Linked DNA regions of Oryctolagus cuniculus: region 2 is linked to region 1. The links are chromatin contacts, called in public Hi-C maps. All regions are on one chromosome and are shown on one strand. The core of a region is the stretch at or near the end of the contact, and the rest is flanking DNA. Distances in the headings are between cores, read along the strand shown.

Region 1 (4,566 bases), core at 1,427-3,926:
AGAGAATTGTTAACCTTACCAGGATTACAGTCTGTAAGAAGTGAGCAGATGGAAAGGAGGACTTTAGAAATAGTTAGTGCTGGACTCCAATTATCTTTCAATATGTCCAAGCAAATAACTCCTTGACTGTTAATATTACAGTGATAGATTCTTGTCCGAAATGTAACCTAAAAGAAAAGTCAAACAATAGCAACTGTTTAGGAATAACACTGTGGGACTGCTGTTTGGGGTGCCTGGTCCTGCGAATGCACCCAAGCCACCCATGCGGGAGGCCAGGTGGGGTCTCAGCCTGGCAGAGTGCACTCTGGCAGGTTCGCACGTTTGGGAAGCAAACCAACAGATGGAAAATCTCTCTCTAATAAACGGAAAGTTAATATAGTTTTAAATGTTCATTGGTCCTGTGTCAGGAATTGTCAATTTTAAAAGTAATGTCTTCAAAAAGCTAAAAGTTCGGTACCCTCCTGAGTTCATCTTCAGCAAGGTTACTGTTTAAATATTAGCATTTTGAAGCATGAATAGCTAATTGTTTGCTGACCTCTTGTGTTAGCTGGTAGTACTACACAATCTTCAATACCTCATAAAACCTGAGGTACAACATAGTCTGCATGTGATAGAATGCTTAGTAGGCAGTGGCTACACAACCAAAAAGCTCTTCAGGATTTGCGTTACACCAGTTCCCCCAGCCACCCTGTCTACCAGAACCCCAGGATTTATAGAGGGGTCTCCATGAGTGGGAAGCCCAGTGTGGGCAAGGACCAGTCAGCATGAGCCACAGAAGCAGGAGTTATTTTAATTGGTGCACATCATGTATTTCCACAAATAAAAATCAGGAGACCAAAGTAAAAATGACCAGAGGCTGGCTTTTTAGCCCAGCAGTTGAGATGCTCGTCTCCATGACAGCAGTGCCTGGGTCACTTCCGGGCTCCGGCTCCCTGCAAATGCGGACCCTGGGTGGCAGTGGCGATGGCTCAGGTCATTGGCGCTCTGCCACACACATGGGAGACCTGGGTCCACCACCCAGACCTCAGCTTTGGCCCAGCCTGGGTGGTTGCAGGCATTTGGGGAGTGAACCAGTGGATGGAAGAGCTCTGTCTCTCTCTCAAATATATAAAACAAATATTAAAAATAGAAACAGTAGCCAGAAGTGACACTGGTGTATGGGATGTGGGCACCCCGGGTGGTAGCTTGATGCACTGGGCCACAAAGCCTGCATATAAAACAAATATTAAAAATAGAAACAGTAGCCAGAAGTGACACTGGTGTATGGGATGTGGGCACTCCGGGTGGTAGCTTGATGCACTGGGCCACAAAGCCTGCCCCCCCCCCCCACTGAGTTTTTGTGCTTAACAGTTACCCTGAGAAAACCCTCACTAGGCTCCTATGGGAACTAGCAAATCTAACATAAATCAGGGGAATTCCTTACCTTGGGAGGCTTGAAGGGATATTCTGGTGTAAAAGTAATATCGAGAAAGAAGACGCCACCTTCGTACACAGATCCTGGAGGCCCTAGAATGGTGGATCTCCACTCATAGATGTTATCACCTTTGGGGCCAGCGCTGAAAAGAACACATCAACAGCTAAGCAGACGGTGGCATCACCCGACTCTCATACTGTATCAAAAAAGGGGAGCGAGAACCCCCTCCCCCACCTTTCTATCAAATGTGTAACTTTTCTTCAGAAAACAGAAGTATCTTTCTGATGCAGAAACTATAGCAAACATCAGCCTCGGGGCAAGTCAACTGGATGATTCAAGAATGTTAAAGTCATTCCAAGTTTACTTAGCTCTTAATAAGCAGGAAATGTTACTCAATTCTCAAACCTCTCCTTGCCACAGAACAAAGTGTAAATACTTAAACACCTTAGCACATACAGACAAACGACAGCAGTTTGAAGCGCAAAAGTTTCGTTTTCTGACACACTGGCTGTTTTCCTCCCTCGCTCTTGTATCTCAATAATCTTACCCTAAAAAGATCCAAAAGACGGCCACGCTTTTTTCTCATAAACCAAAACTATGCTGGGTGGGAAGAGAATGATGGCAAGTTATCCAGTTTTAATTTCAAGATCAAATCCTGTTACTGGGTTCTCTATTACGGTGAGGACACTAATGTCTGTTACTCTTGGTTACACCACGCTCTGACCACAGAACCCTTCCACAGCATTCTCTTGGCTTCCAGGGCACTTTGTACTGAAGCGTATATGTAATTTTTTAAAGATTTGACAGACGCCTTCATTCTGCTGGTTCCTCCCCACCTGCTCACCACAGCCAGGGCTGAGCTGCAAGGTCAGTCCAGGTCTCCACACGGGCGGCAGGGGCCCAGGGTCTTGCGCCTTCACCTGCTGCTTCCCCAGGGACTACAGGAAGCTGAGCCGAGTGGGGACTCAGACCCACTCTGACACGGAATGTGTGCATCCCACGTAGCAGCTCAACCGCCACGCCAAACAACCCACCTCCCACATATATGAAGTTTTAACAAATTTTATCCTAATTCTAGAAATTATTGAAGAGCTTAATTTAGCTTCCCAAACCAGTAAGTGCAGTACTATGGTCCTAAAAAGTGAAGGGGGAAAGGACGAAACTCTCAGGAAGCGGGCTGCCTCCCCACAGCACGGCTGAGCAGGGGCGGTGACAGAGTGCCCGACGCACCTGGAACTGCTCCCAGAGCAGTGCTGTGTGCGCGGAGAGGATGGCAGAAACCCAGCCAACACTCGCCCCACTCCTGCGGGGCAGGCAGCACGGCTCTCTCAATGACCATGAACGGAAAGCTGTGTGCTAGGCGGGTGAGGGGTTTTGACACTGGACAAGAGCCGGTTTTGACACCTTCATTTAAGAGAGAGGAGATGAGGAGTAGAGGAGTAAGAAGGCTACAGGTGAGCTCTGCTTTCCCCAGCTCCACCATGGGGTAGGAGTAGCCACAGCTAAACACAGGTTATGGGAACGTGCTTACAAAAACCCAGGGAAGCAGGACTTGGGGAGGAGTCATGGGTGAAGAAAAGGCCCCGACGGGGAGTGGGCACAGGCAGTGAGTTAGCTGTGTGTGCCCGAGAGCCCACTGTCGCCCTAAACCCACGTTCACACACCTGCCTCACAGGAATGGCTTAGGAATTAAGTAACTGAGGAAGAGCCCTGTGGAGCCCGTGGCAGCGAGCAGCACTGGTAATGATTCCCATTGGCTCTGACGATATGGCCCTTTAAACTCCGCGATGGGTGTTCCCAAGAACTATGAAAAACTTGTCTTCAACTGAACACATGAGCACACGGGGAGATCACTTACCACTGCCGACACTATGGAGTCACAGGTGCGTGTACTTGGCAGTGGACTGTGATTTTCACCGGGTGCAATGCAGGGAGCGCTCTTAGCCCTCTGTCCCTCTAAGAACGCGCAGTAACCCTGCCAGTGAAAGGCTCCGATTCCTGCTGCTTCATCTCCCGGGAGCAGACCTGGTCCCTGGTCACTTAAAACCTACCCGCCCACGTGTTTGAGTTGCTCTAATGTGATGCTGTTGGGAGGAGGTGGGCCACTGGGGCTCATCAATGACATCTTCATGAACGGGATCAGTGTCCTAAGAGACCCCCCCCTCCCAGCTTTCTTCCATCAAGTGAGGGCACAGCAAGCAGACACTGGATGGGCACTCGGACGCAGGCCCTGGCCAGACACAGCAGCACCATGGCTTTAGATTCCCCCCTCGGGAACTGATACATTTCTGCTGCTTGTAAGCCACCAGCTGATGGTATAGCCTTACTAGAACAGGCAGACTCTGCAGACGCTGGCCAGTAATGGCTGTGACTTCACCAGACTGCAGCTGGCTGAGATGTGGACTGAGAAGAGGAAGGTAACACTGACACACAGGTGCAGGACAAGATGAGTAATCTCTTACCTAGTCAGGAAGACAAAGGTAAAAGGCTACTACTCTCAACTCTCCATACTTCCATCTACTCTAAACGCCTCTCTACAGACCAGGAACCAGGCCTCAAAGTGTAGTACTGACACTATTCCCAGCGCCTGCTAAAGCCATACTGTTTTGGCCAGGTCCGGCTCCATGAGGCTATGAGACTGACTGACCTAGAGAAACAAGAGTGAGGTTAGTCTAACCTAGAGGTGACATCAGCTTTGCCTACTTCTCCCAGCCCCTTAAATAACAGAGAAGAGGTGCTCAACAGTGTGCCGGCTTGAGTAGATTATGTGAACTGTAAAGAAAACGGGGTCCCCAAATTCCACTGTGCATCAAAATTATCTATATAACTAAAAATGAAGACTCTTAGATTACTCCCCAGGCTGCATGAGTTAGAATGTCTACAGCAGGACCCCAAAATCTACACGTTCAAACAGCTCCCCCTGCTGAGTGGTAAACAGTTGATTTGCATTGGGAACCACGGGTCCAGGCTGCTGGAAATGGGAGAACCAGTTAGGAACAGGGGCTTTGAGATTCTCAGTGCATCCCCTGCGGTCCTAACTACAGCTCCAGATGAAGATTCCTGCTTTGCAGCCTGCCTTCTGTGTGTGTACACACTTCCCTGAAGGTTCAGAAAAGGCGCAAGGAATCCAATCAAGAACATTACAATCCAAT
Region 2 (4,516 bases), core at 1,696-4,195, 120 kb before region 1:
TTGAAATCTGGACTCAATTGCCTGTTGCACTTTTATATGAACTGTTGCTTAAGTAAACAAAAGCAGCATAAATTCAATATCCTACTGTCTAAACATTTTAAAGCAATGGTTATGTCATCATCAACAGGTAAAATGCACCTAATTTGGGTCTTCTGACACCTCTTGTTTTAAGTTTATTTTATGATAAAGTTCTTCACAGTTTAAAATATTGTGAAGACTATATATTTATGTATAACTATATTCACATACATATTATGTACATATACTATGTACTTGATGTACTCATAAACTTTGAATATGTGTGTATCAGTAGGATACCCACACATATGCAGGAACCCTGAATAGACTTGTGTGAACTGTGAAATGATTTCCCAGAAATACGTAGAAATTAGAAAAGAATATTATGAATAATTATAACAAAAATGTCACCTTATTTACATAGTGCCTATCTCCCAAGAGGTACATATGCTTTATAAACATGTTTTAGTATGTAAGCTGGGGTATTGGGGACACTATCAATTTCATTTTCCACAACCCAGTAACCCACCCAGGGCCACATGCCTTAACAGCGGCAAAGAAAAATACAGACATGGAAACCTCCGAACTCCCAAAGTCTCCAATTACCAGACCAAATGGTCTTGGGATAAACATCAAATTACCCACCACTCAAACAGAACTTCTACAAAGGATGAATTTCTAAGTCCTCTTATACTTGTGATTGTGCGTTACACATTTATACCACAGGGAGATCAAAATGGTTTTTGGTTTTGGCAGATGAAAGTCTAACATTCAGTGTGATTATAATTCAGTGTAACTTCTCCAGTTTAAGTGCGACACAGCTGATTGGTCTATCGGGCAGATGCGGTCAATGTCTACTCGTGGCTGAAGAGCTCTTAATCCAGACAGCGAGTGCGTGTTTACAGAGACAGCCTACAATCTTGCATCGTCTGAAAGGCCTTGGCATCTCCACATACGGCATACACGTATAAATAAGCATTGTAGCACAAATGTACAGTCAGCATCAGTTCATGTTCCAATAAACGAAGGCCTTAAGGGTGCACTTTGAAGGCCAAGAGCTCCTCAGAGTGCATGTTGTTTAAAGATCGAAGATCTGGCAACTTTAGAAGTAGTTTTGTAAAAATCGAGGCTTCATTTGGATGGTTTTTCATTATTAAGGTCCTTAGTGCACGGATAAGGGTTTCCTGCAAAGCCTCCACAGAGTTGACGTTTTCTATTCCAGATCGATCTAATGGGAAGTAAGCAATACAGGATTATGAGGGAGAGCACATGTGACCAACATGAAATATAACTCTTGCTCATCGATCTACTTAAAGAATTCAATACAAAGTCTTACACATTGGAACAAAGGCAAAAGCAAATTGACAGATTTTTTAAATCTCAATAGCGAATTTTCTATTTATTGTAACATAGATAGGAATTTTTTTTCACAAATATTAGTCTAATTTTTAAGACCACATGTTATCTTTTGACTTCAATTGCTTACAATTGGCAAAATAAATAATGTAGCACAGAAATGTATTTTTTCTGCACATGGAATACATTCCCATTGCAATGCCCTTGTGTGTGACAGGCAGCCTTTAAAATGGCCTATGATGGGGGCCAGCAATGTGGTGTAGCTGGTAAAGCTGCCACCTGCGATGCCAGCATCCCATGGGGTGTTGGTTCAGGTCCCAGCTGCTCCACTTCCAATCCAGATCTGCTATGGCCTGGGAAAGTAGTAGAAGATGGCCCAAGTGCTTGGGCCCCTGCACCTATGTGGGAGACCTGGAAGAAGCTCCTGGCTTCAATCGGCCCATCTGCAGCCATTGCGGCCAATTGGGGAGTGGACCATTGGAAAGAAGACCTCTCTCTCTGTCTCTCCTTCTCTCTCTGTATAACTCTGACTTTAAAATAAATAGATAAATCTTTAAAATAATAATAAAATAAATAAAATGGCCTATGATGGCCCTCTCCATCCTGATATTCATGCCCTTGTATAATCACCCTGACTCACTTCTAACAGAAGTGATAGGATGTCACTTCTTGAATCAGGTCACCAAAAGGGCCAGACATTTGGGCCAGCAGTTGAGTTGCCATCTGGGACACCTGCATCCCATCTGGGAGTGTCATGTTCAAATCCCAGCTCCTGAGCCTCTGATCCAGCTTCTTGCTACTGCACACTCTGGGAGGCAGCAGGAGATGGTCCACGCATGTGGGAGACTTGGCTGAACTTCAGGGCGCCTGGCTTTGGCCTGGCCTGGCTCTGGCTGTTGGGAGCACTGGGGGAGTGAACCAGTGAATGGAAGATCTCTGTCTCTCTCTGCCTTTCAAATAAATTGACAATAAATATTTTCTTACAATGTTTTGAATTTTTTTTACCAAATATTTTTTTAAAACAAAAAGCTGTGGCTTTCATCCTAGGTATTCACTCTGAGAAAAGCCAGCTGCCACGTTGTGAGCTGCCCTATGGAGAAGCCCACATGGTGAGGGACTGAGCGTGATCTCCACCCTACAGCCAGCAAGGATGTGAGGTGCTCAGCCCAACACCCTGCAAGGAGAGGAACCCTGTCGCTAACCATATACGCCTAGAAGAGGATCCTTCCTGACCCAAGCCTTCATCTAGGGCCACAGCCATGTCCACAACCCAGCTGCAACCTTCTGAGAAACCCTGAGCCACAGGTAGACAGCTGAGTCACACCAATTTCCCAGCCTTCAAAACCTAAAATTAATGTTGACACTTTTAAGCCACTCAGTTTTGGGGTGGCTTGTTGTGTAGTAATAGATAAATAATACACCACGTAGCTGTACACTAGTTTTATTACCCAGCATGCATTTTGGTATAGTGTGATCTAGCATAAACCTGCAGTCAAGCACCTCAGAGTCGGGCCCTGGAGCTGAGTGCCCCGGCTCTCTCCAGCAGGGGCTATTTCCTCCCCGACCACAGGAGGCAGTAGTGCACTAGAAATCCTCGGGCTCCGGCTCAGGGAGGTTGGAATATGCCAGCAGGAGACTTCTTTTCTACACAGAAGCAAACTCCTCTGGCCACTCCTATCCTTTCGTTGTTTATAAAGATGCTGAGATCGTTTGCCATGACTGGAAACTGAAAGGCCTATTTGTAATGCAAGCGTTTAAAACAAGGACTAAAACTGAACAGCAAAAGAGTGTGGGTAAATACAGAAAAAATGATACAAATAGGTCTTTCTTATATTTAACAAAACCTGCATTATTATTACAACTATGTGCTAATTCTATGGAGGAAAAACCGAATGTTGGTTACTGGTTTGAGGATCATGATTTTTCAGGCAAAACTATTAGACAAAAGGCCTCTTTTCTACATTTGACTTTGGTCAATCACAAGGATTATCTTTGCAAAAATACTTAAAGCCTTCAATAATGCTTCCAGGTGCTAGGAATCAGCTGTGAACAGAACAAGCCAAAATTCCTGCAAGGAGCTTTCATTTTGGATCATATCATCAGTAATCCGTAACACCAAGCTCAGAATGACCGTGATCGCCACAACAGAGTCCAGGGCTAAGCAGGGAGGGCTGTTTCTGGGGAATGGCATGCTAGGTAGCTGGCCCTTTCTGAATTGGTTAAGATGATCTACACGTCTTTATACAACTCAGGACGTCAGGAAATGGATGCCTACAACTAAAATGTAGATGATACTAAATTTTTCTAATTTTCTCAGTTTCTAAATCCAAGGTCGTTACGGTGTCATGAAGACTTTCAAAGAATTCAATTACAAATCTGGCTAGATCGTAAGCCACAATCTTCCGATCCTGAAGCACCTGCATGCAAGGCCGTAGGGGAAACTCATTTACTAAACGATGCAGGAAGGGCGACTCCACTGCCCGTGCAGGAGTTTACGAGCCACGTGGCTTCCCCTCCCTTCGTTGGTTCTTCATCCCACTCTCAAGTCTGTGCTCCCCACCGAAGCTTCTCCCTTCCCACAGGGGTTAGGTCAAACCGCTGTGAAGGCAAGCGCAATCTTCATCCAGACGAGCCTTACCTCTCATCTACACGCCAGCCTCTACTCCAACTGGAAGTGACTGCTGTCACTATACAACCCAGGAGGAAAACTTACCTTCCAGGTGCAAGTCCCCTTCCGTGGCATGAGGAGTCTTCCAGTCCCACAGGAAATATCATGTTGAGATTTCGCTCTCCTTTAGCAGCTAGAGCTACTGTGTTAACAAGCAGTACAGTGGGAAGGCTCTGTAGCCAGACTCAGGGGACCTGCTCAGCCAATTACTGAAACCCCTCTGTCGCTCGAACCCCTTCCCTCTCTTACTGAAGATGGCTCACATCTAGTTCACATCAGAGGTCTGTTGTGAGGATAATGACATGCAGAAATTAACTGACATTTCTCCTAACAACTTCCCCTAAAAGTAGAAAATAATCAAACAAAAAATACAGAAGGCAACTATAGAGTTCTCAGGAAAACAAAAACCTGTTTTAAAGATAAAGCAAACAGTAATACTGCTTTGTTCTAAGCAGTTGATAAAAAAAGAAATAA

Evidence for each region. Hi-C and Micro-C count contacts between places; a contact is called where the count stands out from the background.
Region 2: a contact with region 1 is called in a Hi-C map of an unstated tissue, with 6 times the contacts expected there. The contact joins two enhancer-like sites. A contact is called at or near these places in 2 of 6 Hi-C or Micro-C datasets (ear pinna and an unstated tissue).

Annotation. Positions count from the first base shown.
Region 1 is chr4:159,783,726-159,788,291 of mOryCun1.1, reverse strand. UBE2E1 (ubiquitin conjugating enzyme E2 E1) reads right to left here. Exons shown (of 5, transcript XM_070072859.1): 3 at 1,424-1,556; 4 at 20-167. Among named protein-coding and RNA genes, the nearest start is that of RPL15, 48 kb to the left of the region's middle. Within about 2 kb of position 2,676, at least 1 of the 8 cell types and tissues checked has an H3K27ac peak or open chromatin away from gene starts, as enhancers often do.
Region 2 is chr4:159,904,465-159,908,980 of mOryCun1.1, reverse strand. NR1D2 (nuclear receptor subfamily 1 group D member 2) reads right to left here. Exons shown (of 8, transcript XM_051858875.2): 8 at 1-1,246. The coding sequence ends at 1,050. Among named protein-coding and RNA genes, the nearest start is that of NR1D2, 31 kb to the right of the region's middle. Within about 2 kb of position 2,945, at least 3 of the 8 cell types and tissues checked have an H3K27ac peak or open chromatin away from gene starts, as enhancers often do.